Linked DNA regions of Oryctolagus cuniculus: region 1 is linked to region 2. Evidence: chromatin contacts called from public Micro-C data. All regions are on one chromosome and are shown on one strand. Each heading gives the region's core, a stretch centred on a gene start, on an enhancer-like site or on the middle of the called end of the contact. The rest is flanking DNA. Distances are from core to core; before and after follow the strand shown. Region 1 holds the start of ACTRT3 (actin related protein T3). Region 2 holds the start of SEC62 (SEC62 homolog, preprotein translocation factor).

Region 1 (3,689 bases), core at 463-2,962, 200 kb after region 2:
CGACCCCACTCCCCGGCATGCCAGGGCTGCCTCGAAACAGCAGGCGTCATGGACCCGACAGCTGAGGGTTATCTCACAGCTCGTCTTTCTGGTTCTGAGCGTTCTGGCCGGCCAACAGTCGGCACCTCGCGCTCGGCCGGGCTCCTGGACGGAAGCCGGGGAGCGCCGCGCCCCGGGCCGCGCTCCCACAGCCAAGCTGCGCACTGCATGCTGGGGCTTGTAGTCGCTCGCCGTCTCCCATCGTCACCCCCTTTCCTCGGGCCCCCCCAGTGGGAACAGCTGCTTTGTGTACTCGGGCTGAAGGTCCGGGGGGCTCGTCTGATCGGAGACGGATCACCCCTATCCCCTCTACGTACCCGGAAGGTCTTTGGATCCCCTGGGTTTTGTTTGCATCAGCCAACGAGAGATGAGTTTCCAGGATACCCTTACCTGGTGTCAGAAGTCCGAGATGCGCGAAACCCAAAGCAGAGGGGCACACGGGCATGCGCAACATTAGAGGGAGGTGGGTTTTACACCGGAAAAGGTTTGCCGGCGTCTGGAACTGGAGAAATTTTAATGCAATTATTTACATCTTATTCAGATTTTGTAACAGTGAGGAAAAAGGCACCGCTTGGGCCGGTAATATGCGGAAGTATCAGAAACAAGTCTTGCAAAGGTGGATTTTCCCCTCGTATCTGTGGACATCGTAAATATCAGAAAACCAAGGGATGATTGGCTAAAAGTCTTTTGTCGTGGCCGAAAGAGACTATTGAAAAAAAAAATGGGATTCAATTTGTCTCTTTTGAGACAACCCCCACCCCCTTGCTTTCTATAAATTCCTCTCTTCCTGGTAAGAAACATTTTAAAATAAAATGCACATCCGTTGTGTTCATAAGGAAAAACTGGAGTTGCACCCTTATTGTTTTTATCTTTCCGAGTATAATTTTGAGAGCTCCCTTTGTCGTCAGAATCCTTTCCGACAATTTTAATTCAGAAATACTTGTGGACCTAGCTATCAAGCAGGACAGCTAGGATAGAGAATAAAACATGGTCTCCTGGCGTTTAGGGGAAAAGGTGATCTAGAAGGGAAAGCTGTGGAAAATCTAGTGGCATACTACAAAGAATATGTAGTAGGAGACTGGCTCACAGTTTTCATACTGTTTGAGCTGCCCTTCTGCGCGCTTCTTTCAGCGATAGACTCTGAGTCGAACTCATGTTTTTAAAATCCGGGTCCTTCTTCCATATGGCAAGATTTCCGTGAAAACATTTGAAAGTTCAAATTCTCAGCAATCAAGAAAGGGAAAAAAGGTAAGGGGAAAGAAAACGTTATTGTTTCCGCCCGGTTTCGAACCGGGGACCTTTCGCGTGTTAGGCGAACGTGATAACCACTACACTACGGAAACCACCCTGCTCCACAGTGCTCAGGAAGTCCTTGATATACTTTCAGCACATGTACGTAGGCTGTTTCAACATGCAGAATCAGTTGTAATTTTTAACAGGATGCAAAGAAACACCGCGAAACGTGAAAACAACCGCATGTCCAACCGAACTGTTTCCAAAGTGTGAATCTGCGTACGAAATCCCCGTGTGCTGCGGTAGACACCAGGCACCTGCTGACTTCGTTCCCTTGAGCACTCTTTCTTCCCGAGACCGAAGCGTTTCCATTATGGGTCCTTCCCCTGCGAGGCGCTGCCCAGTCCCGAGGGCGAGCTGCGGGCAGCGTCCAGCGCCGCCGCTCGGATTCGGCCCTTCACCGAGGGACGCCTGAATGACTCGGGCATTTCCTCCTCGCGCTTCCGAAGAGGTTCCAGTTTGCGCGCCTGTTTGAAAACCCGCCAAAGGGTGTGCAAAATCAGAGGCTTTGGGACAACCAGTGTGGTTTATTTTTTTTTTTTTTTCCTTTCTTCTCCTGAGCTTCCCGCGACCTAAAAGGATCTCACTTGTCTGCAAAGGGGGAGGGAGACTCGTCCTTGGGATTAAAACTCAAGGCTAGGGAATGAGAATGAGTTTTCGGATGACAGCGGGGAATTTAATGCAACGTGAGAGGTCTACCATTTGACTTGCGTACATTTCGGTTACGAATGAAAGGAAAGATGTTCCCTGCTTCCCCGCACACTGTCTAATCTCATTCCTTCTCGGTTCTCCAGGCTTCCCACAGGCCCCGGGACGTTCGGACACCTGTGAAGCAGAATTCAATGGCTGAGGGAAATGAAACTGTTTTCGCGGCTCTGCGGGGTGTGCGGGAGGTGCACTCGTGAAGAGTGAGATTCGTTTCCTGGGAAGGAAAGTGGGATTTTCCTGATCAGGATATTCCCGCACTCGGGGGCTGGGGTGGCTGCACTGGGCGCTCCCGACCCAGGGCCTGCGCTCGGGCCCAGGCTGCCTCAGGCCGTGAGGGGCCTCTGTGACGCGGCATTCCAGGCCGAGGGACCCCCGAGCCCGCAGACTGAGCGGCCTGGCGGCCGGGGCGGCGGCGGCATGAACTATGAGCACCTTCCCGTGGTGATCGACAATGGCTCGGGGGTGATCAAGGCGGGTATGGCCGGGAGCCGCGAGCCCCAGTTTGTCTACCCCAACATTGTGGGCCGCGCCAAGGGCCAGAACTGGGCGGTCGAGGGCGCGCAAGAGCTGTGCGTGGGCGACCAGGCGCAGGACCGGAGAAGCTCGCTGTCCATCAGGTACTGCCTCCCGGTGGCCGGCGACCGGGCGCAGGGGTGCCGGGCGGGCGGAGGCCGGGAGGCGGCCACCGCCAGAGCGCCCCGTCTCGGGGGCCGCAGGGAGGGCCTGCCAAGGCGCGGCCACCCAGCCCCGGCGGGTCCGGGACATCCGACGACCCAAAGGTACTCGCTCACTGTACTACAGAGAAGTGTCCAAACGTGGACACGAAGACTGACGGATGTTAGCTAATTCCTGGTAGCTGCTGACATTTGGGGTTTTACTCTTTAATTAAATGAGATAAAGAAAGTATACTGTAATGTAGGAAGTTCCCAGTTTTACAAGAAAAAGGCAAAGGGACAACATTGTAGCCCAGGGGATTAAGCCGATTAGAGTCCCAGCTGTATCACTTCGATCCAGCTCCCTGCTAATGGGCCTGGGAAAGCAGCAAAAGATGGCCCAGGTGCCCAGGCGCTTGCAACCCACGTGGGAGACCCAATGGAGCTCCAGGCTCCTGGCTTCCACTTTAGCCTGGTCCAGCTCTGGCTGTTATGGCCATTTGCGAAGTGACCCAGTAGATGAAGATTTCTCTCTCTCTCTCAATCTCTCTCTTTCTGCCTTTCAAACTTACAATTTTAAAAACAACAAAGAGAGAAACTGGTAAGCAAGAAATAACGGTACAAGAAGGTAGTATCTGTGCTCATTTTTGCACCACTATCTTCTCTGAGGGGCTGTGGCAGGTGCTGTTCATGAAGGGACATTGCGAATAAACACAGGGACTAGGAACAGAAACTGGAAAAGCGAACGCTGCCTTGGTCTTGTCACTCTCCCCACAGCTACCCGGTGGAGCGCGGTCTCATCACTTCCTGGGGGGACATGGAGATCATGTGGAAGCACATCTACGACGCCAACCTGAAGCTCAAACCCTGCGAGGGCCCAGTCCTGATCACGGAGCCGGCTCTGAACCCCTTGGCCAGCCGACAGCGCATCGCCGAGGTGTTTTTTGAGCACCTAGATGTGCCTGCCTTCTACATGTCCATCCAGGCTGTGCTGGC
Region 2 (3,970 bases), core at 47-2,546:
GTTAAGAAATTCACTACAAGCTATCAATTTATGATGTAGGAAGGTTTCCCGGCATAAGAGCTGACGAGACGACTAATAAACAAACGGCCTGAATCTAAGATGTTTGACAAACTTAATCCTCTTGGCTAAAAAACAAGAACCGGGCGGGGACGTGGGGAGGGGGGACTGCCGGGGAGAAACGCACAAACGGCACGCAGGTGGAATGCGGGAGGGAGGTTATGTAGGTTTCGAGGATGACACACTGGCCTAGGAAACGCTTCCGGGCGCCACCAGCTACGTTGCAGCACCAAAGGGGTTGTGTTTGTTTACACTGTGTCGCCGGGAGGAAAGCCAGCAAGCTTCAAGTGGACGATTAGGTTAATAACGTCGAGGAGAAAGGAGGGCAACCGCATCGGAACATCTGGATCAGGAGATCGCCTCCAGGCCCCCGGGGCAGCGGACCGAGTCCCGATCATCGCTCCTCCTAAGACTCCTGCGCACAAAGAACTGGCCGCTTTAGGTCAGTCCTCCGCCTCCTTCTACCCCTACTATCCTGGCCTTCATTTCGGGCTAGCTAAGGGGAGACAGGGGCGAAGGGAGGCGCGGAGCCCCGGGGAGGATCCGTGTCTGCGCTCGGGAGGAAGCCGACCTCCCAGTGCAGGCCCCGGCCCGCGCCGCCACAGCAACTCCGCCGGCAGCCGCGCCTCGGCGAGCAGATTCCGAGCGCGGCGCCTCCTTCCTTCCCCAGCGGCTCCACCACCACCTCGGTCTCCGTCTCCGTCTCCGCGGTCGCCAACGCCGCCCCCTCCCCCTTCAGGCCCCTCACAACGACGCAGCCTGCAGCCGGCGGCCTCCCGGCGCAATCCCGCCCCGCCGCGCCCTCGCTTCCGCTCGCCCTTTCAGGGGGCTTTCCCCGCTCCTTCGACTTTCGAGAGCGTTGAAGCCCCCTACCCCAAGGCTCGGCTTTGCTACCTGGATCCGCTTCTTGTGTCGCCTGCGTTCCGCCATGTTGGCCGCTCCGCCCGGTTCCCTCTGACGTGGAGCGAGGAGGGGGGCGGTGGAAACCTCGCGAGAGCGCGCCTCGCGGCCCGTTATGTAACCCGCGGGCCGGCGCCGGGCCGGGGAAGACCGGCTGCCCTGCGGGCAGGGGTCGGCGGCGCCTTTTCTTCCCTCTCCCCTCGGCGGCTGCTGCTGTTGCGGGAGCTGCAGAACCGCTGGGACTGGGGACGCGAAGTGAATCAGCGGCCGTGGCAGGCTGGGAAGAGTCCTTGGTTCTCAAAACTGAGCTTATGCATCACCTGGGAGGCTGCTGAAATACAGATTCCTGGGCCCCACCCGCTCGGAGTCCGAGTCGGTGCTTTGGGGTGGGGCCTTTCCCGGGGTGTTGACTGAGCCCTGCAGAGGTCTGGTCTGGGGCATGCCAGCCCTGCCGTGGTCCCTGCAAGCCCTGGCCCGCTCCATTGAAGTGTCAGGAAATCCCATTTTCCAGGAAAACCAAGACAGCTGAGGGACAGAGCGATAGATGGACAAATCTAGGGGCTCCACGGTTGCTAGATGGCGGGGCCCAGAGCCACTCATTTCAAACAGATTCTTGGATTCTCCATTCCATTTCCCACTTTGCTTCTCCAAATTCACCTACAGAATTGAGGAGTCAGAGGGAACCTAAGGAAGTAGAGCAAGATGAATAGGACGGATTCTAAGACGCTGGGGATAAAGAAGCCTGGGGAATTACTAGTGCTGTAACTATTGTCATTTTAGGGCTATCTAGACCCAAGAAAGGGTCCTTAGTGCTTAGAAATTCCCACGACTTTATGGAGGTTCTGTAAAAAATTTGTAAAACTTTAGGGAAATACAGAAGAAAATCCTAAATCTAGAGGCCAGAGATTTACATTTTATTGTATTCGGGTATTTATTCCTACTTTGTGTGTATGTTTATATTTATATATTTTCCTGTTCCTTAAATTGAGAACTATGCAATATAGTAGCCTTATATTTTTCACTTAATATTAAGTTGTAAACACATTATACCACTTAAATTTTTTTCAAATTTCACATATTATGTATCTAACCGAATAGCAGCTAAATGTGTAATTAAGACACATTGAAGCATCTTGATGCCAAATCTTTTAATAAAGTAAACTAGCTCAGGTTCTTTTTTGGACTATGCAATTCTGGTCTAATGGGATTCAGTTACATTCCTCTCTATGATCTATAATTTGGTTATGTGTGTAGTCAGAGAGTGGGTGAGGAAGAAGAAATGATTCTTACCAAGTAATCCAAAACAGAATATAGAATATTAAATATTTTTCTTCAGTCCCTCCCTATCTGAAAAAATGATGAATTTGTTTTATGCTATTTTTATTTGGAGAACACTGAACAATTTTCATAGGACAGCTGGTCTATAAACATTAACATTGTATGTAACAGACATTGAGCACTTACCACATGAAAAAGGTTAGGTTAGGACTATGCTGGGAAAGGAAAATCCTTAATGGACAATGGCGCTGTTTCTCTCAGGCTACTGCCCTACTACCATCTTCTGCAGAGCCACAGCCATTCACTTCTTAGACCGAAACATGTTGGTTTCTATTTCCACCACTGACATAATTCTTTTGTCAAGCCCAATACCTGCTTTTCAGCTAGCATCCTAGCATTTGATAATATTGATCATTCATTACTTAACTTCCTCTTTTGCCTTGGCATTTATGATACAGCATGTCTTTTTTTTTTTTTTTTTAACTCCACTTATCTTCTTTTTCAAGCAGAGAATGAACCTCTAATCAAAGGCTTCAGCATGCAGCAGTATTCTACTTCGGAGAAGTGGTGCCCATATTTCGGTCATGGTGATAAAAGAGTCAAGTTAAATTAAGAATGAAGTAATAGGGAAGCCAGATACCACCTGGGTAGGCAAAATTTGTGAAGGTAAAATGTAGGTAATTGAGTACTGCGAACACTGAGAACTCATCTATGGGGGAGGTGTGGAGCAGGACCTGGTTTTTGCCTGGCAGGAGACTTCCAATATCTATATCCATCTCTGTTTATGAAATACCCTGCAGTGTCCACTGCTTTTATAATCATGCTTATTCGTTTTAACCAGATCAATTCTAAGCAGTTGTTGAGGGTTAAAGAAACTTCTGAAGGGCCTTAGCCCCTTTTCTTGCTGCCCTCCCTACCTCCCCAGCCTTGTGCTTTGCAGGGCAGGTACACTGGACTATTGTAATTTCAAGTTGAGCTTCCCTAATCCAAAATGCTCCAAATATAGAACTTTTTCAGCACTAGTGTGGACTCACAAGTAAAAAAATCCCACATTTGACCTCATGTAATGAATCCCAGTTAAAATGCAGACATGTTAAAGATATCATAAAAAGTACCTTCAGGATATGTGTATAAGGTGTATATGAAGTTGAAACAAATTTTGTGTTTAGACTGGATCTTATCCCCAGGTTATTTCATTGTGCAAATGAAAACATCCCAAAATTCAAAAACACATCTAGTCCCAAGCATTTTGGATAAGGGATACCCAACCTTTATCAGCCTCTTCCTTCTGATTTCTCCAATTTCTCTCCATCCACTCAGTTCATATGGCTCCTGGCCACCATGCTTCTGTACTCAATTTCTTCATTTCTTTTTGTCCATTCTGGAGACTCTAATTCCTGCTTACAGTTTAATTCCAAAATACTGCAGGAATGTTTACTTCCAACTTTCTTCTTGATATCTCCATTGACTGTCCAAGTAGAAATTGCCATTTCTCTAGCAAAATCTACCCTATTTACTGTATTTTAAAACTGTGATAGCTGCATCATTATCATTGCTCATTCTAGAAACCTTGGAGGTATCCTAACTATGACTTCCTGCCAGTCACCAATCCAGCTGGTTATACATCTGAGATGTTTGGAATTCTTTCCTCATCATTGCCACTGCCATTGCCTTGAGGAGGTCATTATCATTACCTACTTGAACTACTATTGCGATAGCCTCCTATTTTTTTCCC

The links. A called contact is a pair of places that touch in the nucleus more often than the background predicts.
Region 1: a contact with region 2 is called in a Micro-C map of ear pinna, with 6 times the contacts expected there. The contact joins the promoter of ACTRT3 here to the promoter of SEC62 in region 2. A contact is called at or near these places in 3 of 6 Hi-C or Micro-C datasets (ear pinna, psoas muscle and an unstated tissue).

What each region holds. Positions count from the first base shown.
Region 1 is chr4:110,534,327-110,538,015 of mOryCun1.1, forward strand. ACTRT3 (actin related protein T3) reads left to right here and starts at 1,713. Exons shown (of 3, transcript XM_070072540.1): 1 at 1,713-1,821; 2 at 2,127-2,657; 3 at 3,471-3,689. The coding sequence starts at 2,458. It overlaps MYNN (myoneurin), which reads right to left and starts at 538. Exons shown (of 7, transcript XM_002716387.5): 1 at 1-538. It overlaps TRNAV-AAC (transfer RNA valine (anticodon AAC)), which reads right to left and starts at 1,382; the gene lies at 1,310-1,382.
Region 2 is chr4:110,331,852-110,335,821 of mOryCun1.1, forward strand. It overlaps SEC62 (SEC62 homolog, preprotein translocation factor), which reads right to left and starts at 1,297. Exons shown (of 8, transcript XM_008266466.4): 1 at 952-1,297. The coding sequence starts at 987.